2 separate regions of the Ovis aries genome follow, and region 1 is linked to region 2. Evidence: chromatin contacts called from public Hi-C data. All regions are on one chromosome and are shown on one strand. Each heading gives the region's core, a stretch centred on a gene start, on an enhancer-like site or on the middle of the called end of the contact. The rest is flanking DNA. Distances are from core to core; before and after follow the strand shown.

What was found. Hi-C and Micro-C count contacts between places; a contact is called where the count stands out from the background.
Region 1: a contact with region 2 is called in a Hi-C map of liver, with 3 times the contacts expected there. The contact joins two enhancer-like sites. A contact is called at or near these places in 7 of 16 Hi-C or Micro-C datasets (hypothalamus, liver, mixed tissues and 4 more).

The regions. Positions count from the first base shown.
Region 1 is chr4:95,054,085-95,061,081 of ARS-UI_Ramb_v3.0, reverse strand. It overlaps STRIP2 (striatin interacting protein 2), which reads right to left. Exons shown (of 21, transcript XM_060415119.1): 17 at 5,687-5,787; 18 at 1,985-2,051. Among named protein-coding and RNA genes, the nearest start is that of SMKR1, 27 kb to the left of the region's middle. Within about 2 kb of position 4,896, at least 3 of the 54 cell types and tissues checked have an H3K27ac peak or open chromatin away from gene starts, as enhancers often do. A contact at or near this core is called in liver, where this site is marked.
Region 2 is chr4:94,996,418-95,003,648 of ARS-UI_Ramb_v3.0, reverse strand. It overlaps AHCYL2 (adenosylhomocysteinase like 2), which reads right to left. Exons shown (of 16, transcript XM_060415121.1): 6 at 2,835-2,929; 7 at 137-243. It also overlaps the pseudogene LOC105608857. Among named protein-coding and RNA genes, the nearest start is that of STRIP2, 30 kb to the left of the region's middle. Within about 2 kb of position 2,833, at least 2 of the 54 cell types and tissues checked have an H3K27ac peak or open chromatin away from gene starts, as enhancers often do. A contact at or near this core is called in liver, where this site is marked.

The DNA of each region.
Region 1 (6,997 bases), core at 3,647-6,146, 55 kb before region 2:
TGAGGATCTATGTGAAGTAAACTAGCTAGTTAAGTCCATGACTGGGCTCAGGGAAGTATTTCTAAAAAATAAAAAATCTGCGGTTACCAAATGAAACCACCAGGTGCCACTGGAGCTTCACAGAAAGGAAAAGAACACCTAGCATGAATCTGTTTTCCATTATGAAAAGGTATGTGCTTTCACCCCCTCTTAGATAACAACAGTCTTCTCAGAGGCATAACAATTATTTCAATAATTTTATGTTCATATCCCAAAAGGTCAATCGGAAGATATATAAAAGTATTCTGCTAAGTCGCTTCAGTCGTGTCTGACTCTGTGTGACCCCATAGACGGCAGTCCACCAGGCTCCCCTGTCCCTGGGATTCTCCAGGCAAGAACACTGGAGTGGGTTGCCATTTCCTTCTCCAATGCATGAAAGTGAAAAGTGAAAGGGAAGTCGCTCAGTCATGTCTGACTCTTTGCCACCCCATGGACTGCAGCCCACCAGGCTCCTCCATCCATGGGATTTTCCAGGCAAGAATACTGGAGTGGGGTGCCATTGCCTTCTCCGATATGAAAGTATAGTTTCCATCAATCCCTAGTTATGGGATTTAGAAGATGACTGTGTTTTGAAATACCCTATTCACAGTAGAGTTTTAATGCTATCCGTGCACCACTGTTTCTGTTCGGAAGGGCAGTCCTCATTTCAGTCTGAATGGTGGGGCTGCATGTCTCCACCCTGGCTCCTTACTTTCAATTACTTTTAACTTCTCCACCTATAAAGCGCTGATGACAACCTCATACAGTTGTTTTAAAGATTGAATAACATCATAAACAGGATTAGACAACTCGTTACCTCTCTCTGCAGAGGTAAGAAGCTCCCAGCTTGCTTGTCTGCTGAGGCCATATCTAAAAAAGACAGGGAATCTCTGCTCTGGTGCTTAAAAAGGTGCTAGACTTGGTGTCTTGGGACATGGTTCTTTCTCTCATTCAAGGTCTGTCGGCTATGAGGAGTGGACCTGACAAGTCACTTCATCCCTCAGGTTTCTCATCTTTGAAATATGGGGTTGGGCCAAATGCTTCTCAGGTCCCCTCCAGTCACAAACCTTATGGTTCTGTAAAACCTGTGCCACACAAGGTACCACTGTACTTTTTGCACAATGAAGTTTTCTGATGTGACATTGTGCAGGTATTAGAAGTTGGGGACAGTGGGTTGGGGCACACACAGGTGCCATCATCTGATCATTTACTAAGCTCCTTTCATGTACTGAACATGGCGCTAGATTCTGGGGTTATAAAAGAAGGATGCTACTATCTCTCCCTTCAAGGAGTTTTCAGTCAAATGGAAAAACAGATACAGATAAACAATTCCAGCGCAACAGGGTACAGGGATGGGCTGAGGTACACCGAAGGAGCTGCAGCAATAATACATGAGGAGGCAGATACTTGATTTCAACGTGCTACCTATCAGTCAGTTTCATGGGATTCAGAAGGACTGAGGGACTTTTCTGATTTGCCTGGAACTGCTTCTGGCATGAGGAACTTTCTGGGTCATCCTTCTGTGGCCATACTGAATTTTGCCTCAGAAAGACCCAGGCAAGTATTTTCTGAAGTACACACCCCAGGGTTTATATAACCTTATGAAAATGAGACAAGCCTGTGACACAGAAGAAAGACAATTAGGCTAGAGCAGCAGAGATGCACCTGCCATTCAGCACAGCTGTTCACACTGTTTCAGCCCCATTATCTTCCTAAATTCCCTCTCCTCCTCAGTGTTTTTCACTGACCCTTTTCTCTACAAAATGCTATGTTCAGCTTTTCCAAATCTTTCTTGACTGGGTCAGCAGATCTAAGCCCCCACTACCTCTGTGCTCTTGCCAATATGCTTTTATTCATCTAAGACTCCCAAACTAGGGCATGAGGGGGCTAGAGAAGAAAAGGAAGAGCAAATGCCAACCTCTGCCACCTGGCAATTTCAATGGCTACCAAATCCCCATTCGCTTACCAGGCTCTCTGTAGTAAGCTCCGGCAAATCCTGGATGGTACAGCATGGGTAATCCAGGACCGAGATGCTGCAAGATGCAGAGATAAGAACAGGCTTTAGGTAAATGGCAAAGGCAGCAAATGGCTACATCCGAAAGGGCAGACGGTTATTTCTCTTCAGCTAGCCCCATCTATTTCCAGAATTGCTTAGTGACTTCAGCTGAAATTGAGGGTTCTGGTGCCAGGCACCTCCAGATCCAGTCTCCTCTCCTCATAGTCATGAGAAGGACTGACAGAGTTCTTTCAGAGGCAAGAGAAAGCAGAGAAGGCACCTTGGTATAGCCACCTTTCTTTCCCGTTCCTTAAAGAAATACGTAAGCTCGTATGCATTTGTGTTTCTGTGTTTAAGTGTATATTTGTGTGTATGTAACTGTGTGCCCAAAGATGTTGCCCAAACTCATCCCACTTTACACATTATTGACTGAAGGATTTTTGCAGAAACTAATGCCTGTGGCTGGCGATTTGTTATGAAGGTGAAGTGAAACGCCTCCAGTCAGTAACGTTTAGGTAACAGAAAGATGTATTAATATGTCTCTGGTCAGTAAGTTAATAACAAGCTGTGAGAATGAAGACCTCTCCTATGTCTTACCAGATGTTTTTGAAAGCCAGGACCTCTGGGGATAAACCACAGAAGCCAATCCAAGAGGAAGCCTGAGACAGAGGCAGCTTCCTGCATCTGGGCCCATCTAGTAGCTCAAGGATGGTAACCGCATCTGCTCCCAAGAGACACTGGGGGACCGCAAGGGAGCTGGAGGCTCTGTGGTGAGCCCAGGGAGACAGGCATGAGTCAGCAGGGGAAGGAACCACTGCATGATGATGACGGGGCCCCGGCCACTCCAACTGACAGTTCTTTCTTTCCTCCTCCCTTTTTCGTGGGTACAATGCAGCATTTAGACTAGCTAATCTAATCTTTAATGCTCTTTCTGCTTCTGACATTCCATGAGGTTTGTCTTTAAAAAAAAACAAACTTTTTTGGCCAGGCTGAGGGGCATGTGGGATCTTAGTTCCCCGACCCAGGGATCAAACCTGTGCCCCCTGCAGTGGAAGCGTGGAGTCCTAACCACTGAACCACCAGGGAAGTTCCTTTTTTTTTCTCCCATGAGGTTTTTTATTTTTATTAATTTTAATTGAAGGGTAATTACTTTACTCCCATGAGGTTTTAAACACCAATCCACTCCAGTTAGAATAACTGGACATGGATAAACGATGTTGACAAAACATAGGATATAAAGAGGAATATGGGGCTCCTTGGACCTCTTCTATATTTCAAAGTCAAAATTTCTATCCAAGCAAAAGGCAACAATTTATTTGACTAGAAATGTTGACCTTTGTCCAAGAAACCCCCAAAGATAACCTAAGGGAATCAGGGTAGGAGAGGAAAGGGCCGTGGATGTACCTACTAGGTTCTCCCAGGGTTGCCAGTTTCACACTGCTCCGTTAGGATAAAGATTCCTGGCTGGCTACTCTACTTATCTACCCACTTTCTACTGACAAAGCCCTATGGCAAAGTAGGTACTGGCAACTGGGAAATGAGGGTGGGGAATCCAAGATGGGTTTGTTTCAATCTCATTGTATTAAATTCATCAAAACCCAAATTCTACCCTAAGGGGGCATAAAGTTCCAAGTTTCTAGTATATCTAGATTGTAAGAGCTATGAGGAAACTGCAGTAGCAAGCTGAAGGTGCTCAAGTTCTTGAGATTATGCAATAGTAAAGCTCATAAGTAACACATAAGAGGAACCCTGTACCCAGGCTGATCTCAGCAAACAGTGCAGTTTGGTACTACCACTCTTCCAGCTCCAAATGGAACCCGAAGGACACCTATTGGATTGTCTGCCCCCTACTTCTAGGCCCACAGTGTGGGGGCACCAAGTTCCTGAACCCCACTCTTCAGCCACAGTTATTGATCCAAGGGTGGACCTCTAACCCTGGGCATGTGGAACAGGATCAAGAGCCAGTTCAGTCTCTGAAATGGCACAGGAGCATGTACAGCTCAGGTGAGCATATTTTCACTAAGTGGCTTAGACATATTTCACTTAGTTGCTCAGTTGTGTCTGACTCCTCTGTGACCCCATGGACTGTAGGTGGCTTGCCAGGCTCCTCTGTCCATGGGATTTTCCAGGCAAAAATACTAGAGTGGGGCCATTCCCTTCTCCAGGGCATCTTCCCGACCCAGGCAGGGATTGAACCTGGGTCTCCTGAATTGCAGGCAAATTCTGGCTTAGGAAGCAGACAAAACTATTTGTCAGTGAGAAAGGAAAAGTTGGAGCGGAGGTGCAGAGGCCGAGTGGCCACAGATTGGAGGCACATGGCCCCCTGGGTTCTGGATGCTACAGACTGACCTTGAGGCCCAGAGCTGCACCTGGGGTGTCCGAGGTTCTTCAAGATGATAAACCACCCATTTCCTCCTAACAAATCCCCGTTCTGTGTGAGCTGACACACACAGGTGCCTTCATGAAGCTGTGGCTCTTCCCCAGCCTCACCGACACTTTCAGTTTCCCCTGGTGAGCAACTAGCACATCTTAAGTGCCATTTTTAAGGGGCAGAAGTCTCTTTGTAGTGAGGATAAACCCATTCTCTAGTGCTTCCTCCAAACAGGAAAAGTAAAGCATTCTCATTTATGTTTATCCTAACTAACGCTTATAAAAGTTTATGATAGAGTCAGAGTAGATATTATTCTCACTTTAAAGATGAAGATACTGTGGCTCAGAGAAACAGTCTTACACTTGAGATGACACAGCTAGCAAGTGGCAGATCCAGGTCAGGAATCCAGGTCCTGTGACTTTGGGCTCTGTGTGTGTTTTAAGCTATACAGAAGTAGGCTGTCTCTCTAGGGTGGAGTTTCTGGCAGTGCTGACAGACTGTGGGGCCAACATCTCCTAGCCCCTCTCCAGCCACCTCAAGTGTCACGTCAGCCTTCTTCTATTTTAGGAAACTTGCCTCTGGTAAAGCACTTCTGGTCAATTCTACTGATTAACATGCTTCCGGTTTTTGTGTAAGCAGCAAACTGAGGAACAAGGACCTACTCTGTTAACCCCCCAAGTCCCCACTTGGCTGGAGCAAGCCATAGCAACTGTGATTTAACCCTGCCTCTTCTTACTTAAAGGGTCTCTCTGGTGTGCTATCCTTAAGTAACTAACCTTTCTGAATTTGTTTCCTAACTGATGAAATGGGAATAAAACTTGTGATATGTCTTAGCACTGATGAGAAGATTAAATGAAGTAATGGACGTGAAAATACTGCAGTTTTTAAACTACAAATTGATCTATCGAAGTAAGGGTCTACTGTTTACCTTAAATTACAAATTCTGCATAACCCTTTACAAAATTAATTCAATTTATGATTTATACTAAAATCAGGGCTGGCCAGAAAGGCCAGCTGCTTCACAAAATAACATTTTTGGATCCTTCTGCCACAGGGCTGAAATTTATCGGTGCAGCTTCTTTTGAGTTATGGCATTACAGTTTTCAAAACTATTAAGTTACAAATATCTTTGTGAAGAGGCCAAATCATACAGCCCACCAGTAATACCTCAAGAAAACTACACTTGACAGTGACAGTTCTAAGACAGAAAGGACCAGGGAGAATGGAAAGGTGGCTCAGAGACAAAATAATTTCTCAATCCCCAAACAGCCTTTTGAAATAAACCTGTCCAGAGTCCTTACCCATTTTTGGCAGTGATGTAGGACAAGATATTTTGATTGAAGAACTTCAGGATCAATGGGATGCAGTTGGCAAATACCAAATGTTGTGATACATATTCAAACTGAATTAAAAAATCAAAGCAGAAAGGAAGCTTATTTGGGGGAGAATAGAAGGTCTGTATGAAAAATAAAGAGGCAAGTACAATTCTGACAGCCATTCCTAAGAATATCCACTGTCCACTTGTGTTAACAGTCTTCCTGTCTGGGACGTGGGAAGAGCCATCTTCAGCCAGCCTAGCCTACATAGAAGGGAACAGTCTGCAGTGTGTGTATGTTGCAAGCGCCTGACCAAAAGCACAAAATGTACACAAGCCAGAAAGAAAATCCCACTCCAGATAAACAGAAAGAATAGCTGTGAGATTTGTTCCTAAGCTCTACAGGAAAAGGATGGCTCCCCAAGGGAGTTGCCTTCCATACCAAAGCTCTGGCTCACAGGGTTTCAACTGTGATGGATATGCCAGGAACAGGTGCAGCGCAGCAACTGTTGGCATCAGTCAGGATGGATACGGTGCGTGGTAATCAAATGAACCACTGGAGTGTGGGCTCCAGGGTGGGTCTGGTTCACTGGACTAGCCCCTATACTTAGAATATCAGTATTTTAATGAATCAACAAGAGTCCTTCAGTCAACAGATAATGCACTAAGAATAAGTCCAAGGTCTTTTTGATAGGTGAAACAATAGAACATAGCACTCCACTTTGCTCTCTTGAATTTGGATAGGGTTTGCTTCCAGGAAGACCTACTGGGGCAGTGTCATGCAGCTGTGTCATCTGGCTTTTGCCCATGATACACTGAAGAGCATCACACACAGTTTGTCTCCAGAATCTAAACTACTCTAAGTGTAGAAACTGGTTGAAAAAGCACAGAACTGCAGTGTTTTAATTCCTTTAGCTCTTACTGATTCCTGATCACCAAAAAATAGCCATGGCAGCACACTTAGCTGCCCTCTCCCAAGGTGTATGGCTAGAGGTGAGGAGTCAGCTTGTGTTGCCCAGTTCTCTCTTCTGCTCAAATATCTTCTCCCTGGCAGCTGACCCAGAGTATTTTGCAAAGCCTCAGGTGCAGGAGCCAATACAAACCTACTGTCAAGTGATGGGAAACATCTTTCAGTTTGAGACACGTCTGTAGCCTTGTCAGGACACACTGACATGTACTGGCAAGGCCCATCAAGCCACCCACCTGTCTGGCTGTTGATCCACATACTGCCCACCAAGAGAAGCAGACAGAAGCACACATAGGCAGATCTCTTTCTACTAGGAACACTATTTCTCAC
Region 2 (7,231 bases), core at 1,584-4,083:
TGGACTACCGTCCATGGACTTGCAAAGAGTTGAACATGACTTAGCAAATAAACAGCAACAACAATTCTGTAAGTATGTGATTACATGAACATATGTCCAGGCTGCATAAAGCCAGCATGCCTATGTCAAATCTTACCTATGGACTCCGGTAACACTCTCCTCCACGATGCCCTTGATTTTCTTAAACATGTTGGGATACTTCTTATAAATCCAGTGAGTAAGATCCCCTCCATCATCCAAGATCTAGAATAATAAGCATCAGTAATGTCATATTTAAAATTTTGTAAATGGTTAAACAAAGTAATTTACAGTGGTCATTATACAGAAGAAAACGACAGTGAGATGAAAGGTCAACTGTAATTCTCACAGCCAAGTGAACTTCCCAAATGACATACCTACTAGGATCAAACTTACAGCAATGCAATGAGGATTTTCTTATGGACTAATAGCTTAAGTGATTATCTAGACCACTAGCTCCTGACTGTACTATAGATAGTCAGAAAGCTTAAACCTAATAGCATATTTATATTAGTTAAATTCAGGACTTTGAATATAATCAGTGAAAGCTTAGTAAAACCAGATAATTAGTCTCTCTCCAGAACAATGGCTTATAAAACTGTATTTGTTAATCCTTTACTTGTCCCAAAGTACAGGCATTCTCCTACCCAAAATGCTCAGGCAGCACAGTAGGGTTTTGCCTAGCACAACCTCACACTCTCTATAAACCAAATTAAAAATAACTAGGGAACTGTGCAGCATGTAGGTGTGCAAGCATGCCTCTGAACAGCTCATCACTATTTCAGGTTGGGATTAAAGACAAACACAAAGCTGTGCCCACTGGAGCTTTCATCAGCGGAGGAAAGTTTCTGAATTATAAATAAGCTAAAGAAAGATTAGCTTAGAATACGATTAGGCAGTAGGCTGTGGCATTTCAGCCCTTTACCTAGCTGTCAGAAATGCTTGGCAAGACTTTCCAAATTGTCACATACACTCTCCCAGAAAGACCCACAGGACTGAGCTGCCCTCTGCTGGCACATGCCCATTTTGCAGTGCCATCAGTGAACTCCACTACAAGTGTCAAAGGCACCATCCTGGATCCCTGCCTACACACAATCTCCAACCTTGTGTCTAATACCTGACCTCTTTTTTGCTTCTGCCGTTGTTTTTTTGTTTTGGGCAGCACCACTTAGCTTGTGGAATCCTAGTTCCCTGATCAGGGACTGAACTCAGGCCCTTGGCAGTGAGAACATGGAGTCCTAACCACTGGACCACCAGGGAATTCCCAATTCTGCTCCTGCTGTTGATCTAATTTCTCTGATTCCACCAAACCTTATTTGAGAGTAGAGATCCAAGGCTGGACTCACTCTTACACTTGCTCCATACTGTAAGTCAGTGCTCCATTTTTCTTGTGGTATAAACCCTCAGAACAGAGTCCCTAAGGAACAGAAAGGGTCCTCTGCATTTCTCTCTCCCTTTTTACACATATGAAATCCCTCATGGCGTTTTTCCTTGCAGCCTCTGATCCCTAGCATACAAAATATGCTATACAGGAAAGACTGTATCTTAGAATAACTATTCTCATCCACTTCTTCCTTTTAACAAAGATTTTGAATACAGGCAGGTGGTTGCTATCCCTAATATTTATTTATTGAATAAAGCCTATAATTATTAGCCTGTCATTCTACTGCAGAAGATTCTTGTCACCCAGGAATCTTCCTGAGGTTAGCGAGCAAGTAAAAGTACTAGATCTTTACAGGATCCAAAAAAGATTATGAGTACTGTTTTCTGGGGTCACAGTTCTTATCCTTGTCTTACTTTGTCAACCTTTCCAGCAGTTTATGCTGATCTACAGTCTGTAAATGCTTGCTATGTACAATGCCCTGTCCTCCCTATGTTCGTAACTATACAATTAATATTTTATTCCCAGAAGAACCTCTGTCAGTCACACTCCGTTCTGGCACTGTTAAACTCTGCTGGAATGAGCTGACTCATTGTGCAGCCAACTCCTCCCTCCCTTTGAGGATACAAAGGTTTTAACCCAGCTTTCCTCAAATCAACCCTTGGTGCATTGTGACCTGCATCACAGAATCTAGAAAGACAGGCCGCTTCTCCCTCTGTCTCCCAGGTAAAGCCTGCTCTGCAGTCTTTAGCAGCAAGTAATAGTAGGACTAGCGCTTCAAGGATTCTTGTTTTTAGTTGATTTCCTTAATTTCTCCTCTCACTCCTATCCAGAAAGGTTTGCAAAGTAGGAGTGCATCGTACTTGTGCAGCTCTGTGCTCCCCTTTATGAATCTAATATGCTACCAGCCTTCAAGCACTTAAAAAAAAAGTGAAACAAAAATAAAAACTAAGCAAAAATTAAAAGCCCCAACTTCCTAAGGTGAGAAATGAATAAAGAAGAAATTTGAACTTTGAATCCCTTCAGGTTTACTATAAATTTGGCATGTGATTTTAGAGAGAAAGCTATGTACCACAGGAGCGGTGTGTGTTGGGGGAAGTGCTGGTAAGCAGTGTTAGGAGATAGTAACTCATTCATCTTACTTTTTAACTAGTCATGTGTGAACCCGGAGCAGTATTTTAACACTGCTGATGAATATGAGCACTTCTAAGATCAGCACTGACAATTATAAGCACTTTGAGGCTATAAAGAGGTTTAATATTCTTGGGATGTCCTAAGCATAAGAATCTAGTTCTGCTGGAAGCCCAAGTACATCAGATGAAAAAGGAAACATCTTCCTTCCTTCCTTCCTGTTGGGAAACCCTCTCCCAAGCCACATCCTCCCTCCCTGTACCCCCACGTCCCAGTGAACTGTGCTAACAGAAACCTAACACACCATGTTTGGCTGCCAGCCCTCCACATTCACACATCTGTCAATGCACCACCAGAAGTCATCTTCTGACTCTCCTTTCCAGGCAAACACAGGAAATCCTGAGAAAAAAGAACAAAGAGAAACCATTGAAGCTTGAAAAAAGTGCTGACCCTCAGTTTTGGCAAGAAGATTAGATGCTAGTTTTCCCCAGTTCCAAACTTGTTTTGCTGTTCTTCTTAGGCTGACTGATTAAATATTGTCTTCAGCCCCCTTTATCCATTCCTTCCTCTTTGGTGGTCATTTTATTCTTGTTAGACCAAAGAGGACAAACAAAAGGCCCAAGAGTATGAGGGATGCTAAAAATATGACTAAAGGCAAAAAAGAGGAAACTAGAAATATGTACTTTTTCATCTAGTCCAACTGGAATTCCCACCATTTCCCAATTACATTTTGATCTTTCTTTGCTTCTCTACCTTAGTCCTTCCACCTCCTTCATCAGGAAAACCCTTACACTCTTCTCCCTCTGTCCAAATGTTGCTACACTTCACTGGCCAATAAGTGGCATGTTCCTAATGAAGACTTATTAACTCAGCTGTAAGTGATCTCTCATGGAATCTGATCTTTTATTAGCCCCTTGCTGGTACACTGAATGTGGGTTTATGATCTGTTGTGGCATTATCATATATGTCCTTGTACTATCATTGTTTGTGTATGTGTCTTTTCTCCTCAACTACAATATAAGGTTCTGAGTGCAAAGACTCTCTTATTTGCCCTTAGAGTCAGTCAATCAGCATTTGTTGGGAAAATAAAAAGAAATGAATGTATATGTACAATTAATTGAACTACATATTTATATATGTGTACTTTCTATACATAATTTATACATTAATAAAAATTTTACGAATGAATGAATGTAAATGAAAGAACAAATAAAATGTTGACGGTGTTTGCAAAAGGAAAGATATACATGCACTATAGAACTTTCCCAGAATTTCTCAAGGGATCTGAAGCAAATTTTTTGTACCCTGATCTGTGTTGTGCTGTCAGAGAGGGAGCGCAAGAAACCGGCAGAGTACAAAGTACAAATTTCTCTATTTCTTTTTTTCTAACACAGTCATTTATTTTTCTTGCCATTGCCAAACATTTCCCAAATCTTACTCACCAGAAATTAACAGAGCTTCTCCATTTTCCTCCCTGACCATCCTTATGAATGGAAAAGGCTTTAAGGGAGCAACTGCCAATGACAATGTCAAGTGGATCGACCATGTCCTTCCTTTCTTTCAAAACTACCTGTTCTGGCAGTATCCCAGCCAGGTTTCAATGCTCCTGTGTTTCAAAGTGGTCTTCACAAAAGCCCACATTTTAAGGCTATATGGAGCAGCACAGAGAACAGTTAATAGTGGTAATAGCCTTTTAGATTTTGAAAAGGCAGTACTGGTCCACATCAGGGTTAAGGGTCTCTGACTTTTAATGTGGTGTAAGCCACAAAAATTGGCAATAATATAGAAGACCAATATTTATGGAAAAGGGGAAGAGAATTCAGAAATACAACAACAGAGCTGCTCTAATCAATGCTCCAAGAAAAAGCCATCCTGAAGGAGAAACAGCCTAACAGATACTATTGGCTAGGCGAGAGGTTCAGAAAAAGGACTCTTCTTTCCAACTCCAGATAAATATCTACACCTCGTGTCAAAGTGTCAGGTTATAAAGAGGACAAAACACAATGTCTAAAAAAGAGGGTAGAGGACAACATTCTTAGAAAATTCAGAGAGACAGACCTTGGCTAAAGGGAGATACAAGAACTTGAGAGTGCAGACTAACGATCAGGTCAAGTCCAGGGGAGAAGGAATGTACACCTTGGCTACCAATCTTCATGGCAGTACCAGCAATATTAGGGTTCTGTGTCAAATACCAGAGGCAAAAGGGTATTACTCGTCAATCCTCAAAACCACAGGAACAAGATAAACTGCAGGAAAGTTGATCTGAGGTGGTATTGATTTGTGCTGCTTTCCTCTTTCCAGTCATTTTATATGAGACTCATTTCTCCTAAGGCTGCATATCATGCCTGTGTGTCTGGTTACTTACTGCCACCTGGGACAAAGTATTTCCCAGGAAAACTTGCGTCCAGCGGGCCTAGCTTTTTTATTCTAAGTATTTTCTCACTTTAAATCCTAAAACCATAATGAGACAACAGCCTCCATAAATTCTGTCACCCAGGCAGACAGGGGAACCTTATTAAAGGAGTGACAACAGTTCTAGGTTCTAGGCTTGTTATATCACAAATACAAAATCATCAATTGGTATGGTTTTGAAAAGTTAGTTTGTGGAGAAGGGAATGGCAATCCACTCCAGTATTCTTGCCTGGAGAAGCCCATGGACAGAGGAGCCTGGCAGACTACAGTCCATGGGGTCGCAAAGAGTCGGACAGGACTGAGCGACCAACACTACTTAAAGTCTAGCTGACACCACACTCAAAACTGAGCAGTTGCTTAGGTTCTTTGGTCTGTGGGCTGAGGGATGGATCTGTTCACATGTGGAGATGTACTGGGTTTAAAATCAGCTTTGTAAAACCATTCTGGAATAAAGCTCAACTGGAGAAATGAGGGGAAAAAAAAGTTAGTTTGGAATCATTTTAAAAGATAGATGATGGAGTAACTACGGAATCAATGGCACTTCCAAGAACATTCTATACCCCAGTATGGAAAGGATAATCGAACAGGTTTCTTAATCTTGTACAGGGCAAGAGGGCCTACAGTGGACCTTATGGGGGAGCTCTTTGGGCAAGAGGAGAGAAAATAGGGCGACTCCAATGAGAATATCAGGAAAATCTACCAAAAAGAAGATGGGGGTGGGGGTGGTGGAGGGTTCACAAGAATCAGTAGAAGAAACAGTGAAATTTACACAGGAGGAAGGAGCTGACAGTGTCACAGCCTTACACAAACAGCTGAAATAGTAAATTTCTCTTTACTCAGCTCCCGTGACTCAGGCCTCTCCACACAGGTCCCTGTGACAAGAGCCTTCCACCCACTCTCCCAGGAGTGCTTTCACACTGACCGCCTATTTCTTTCCTCGTTTATGACTCGCCTCTAGGGACTTGACTTTCTGGAACTATGTTGGCACCGGCTCCTGCTCTGGTTCTCTACAGTATGTACATCTCTACAGGTGTCACCACTAGCAGTACCTCATGATTCCTCCTCTGATCCTTCCCTACTCTAAGACTCGGCTCTGTCTCAGGAAGCTCAATGCCGGGCTGCTACCGCCACCTTAGAAACCATCGGGTCCTGGGCTACCACCTCCACTTCTCTTCTTCTTGCTGTCGCTGTTTTATCTTCACCAGCTTCTCAAAGCTTTCGGTTGTTGTCGGGTTGACAACAAACCAATTCTCAGAGTGGACAGAGTCGATGTGATACCTGACACCATTCTCTGACACAAATTCTTTCTGACAGAGAAGACACTTGTATTTTCCAGCCACAAACGTTCCCAGTGTACAAGAGCCCAGGTGAGCTTTAAGACCAGATACACTACTGTAGACAGCCTTACAACCCTGGTTAGGACACTGAATGCGATGATACTTTTTGATATCTGATTTCTATTTGTGTAGTACTTCTCGGCTGAAGGTCAGTAGCCCAGGACGAGTATATTTTAACTTCCGATCATCAGGTACCAGATCCTGAAGCACCTTTCTCTTAGGCCATTCCTTGGCCAATTCAGCAGAAGCCAGTTCCTGCAGGTGGAATACAGCTATCTGCCTCTGAACTCGGCTTCCACCCTTTGACTCCAAGCTCATGTCCTTCAAGCACTCTGGCTGACCTGACTCTGGAAAGAACAACATAGGACTCTGCTCTTATATACAAGTGATATACAAGTCCAGTCTTCAATCTATACGGCTTTCCACAGTGGTGACATTGCAGGGTCATCTTCTCCAGCTCAGCAGCCCCTTTGCCACATTTTCTCACATGGTACAGATATCCCATGATGCTGGTGAAGCTACTAGAGCAACTCTGATGCACGCATCTCAGCTTTCCCAGTTTCTTGAGAACTGTTCAGGGACGTTCCCTCTCACTTGGCTCATCTATTTCATCTCTAGCCTTTAAAATGGGGAAGCTATTATGATTTGCCATGACATGATACTTCATCCCTGCTAGTGAACGAAGCTGTTCCCCACAATGCTGACAGGTAAACATTTCCTGTTTGCAGTTTTCCCGTGTTTCTTTAAGCCCTCTATGGTCTTTCTCCCCACTGCCTGGCAGGTAGGACAGGAGATAGTGCCTTTATCCACAATTTCTAAGTACCACTGCTCCTCTAAACTGCCTGCTGCATAAGCTGGTGGTTCCTTCCAAATATGGTGAGTCTGGGCTTTGGGATTAGGCTGAGCTTTAGGCTGCTGCTTCCTCCCATAAAGCTTATGCTTCTTCTGAGAA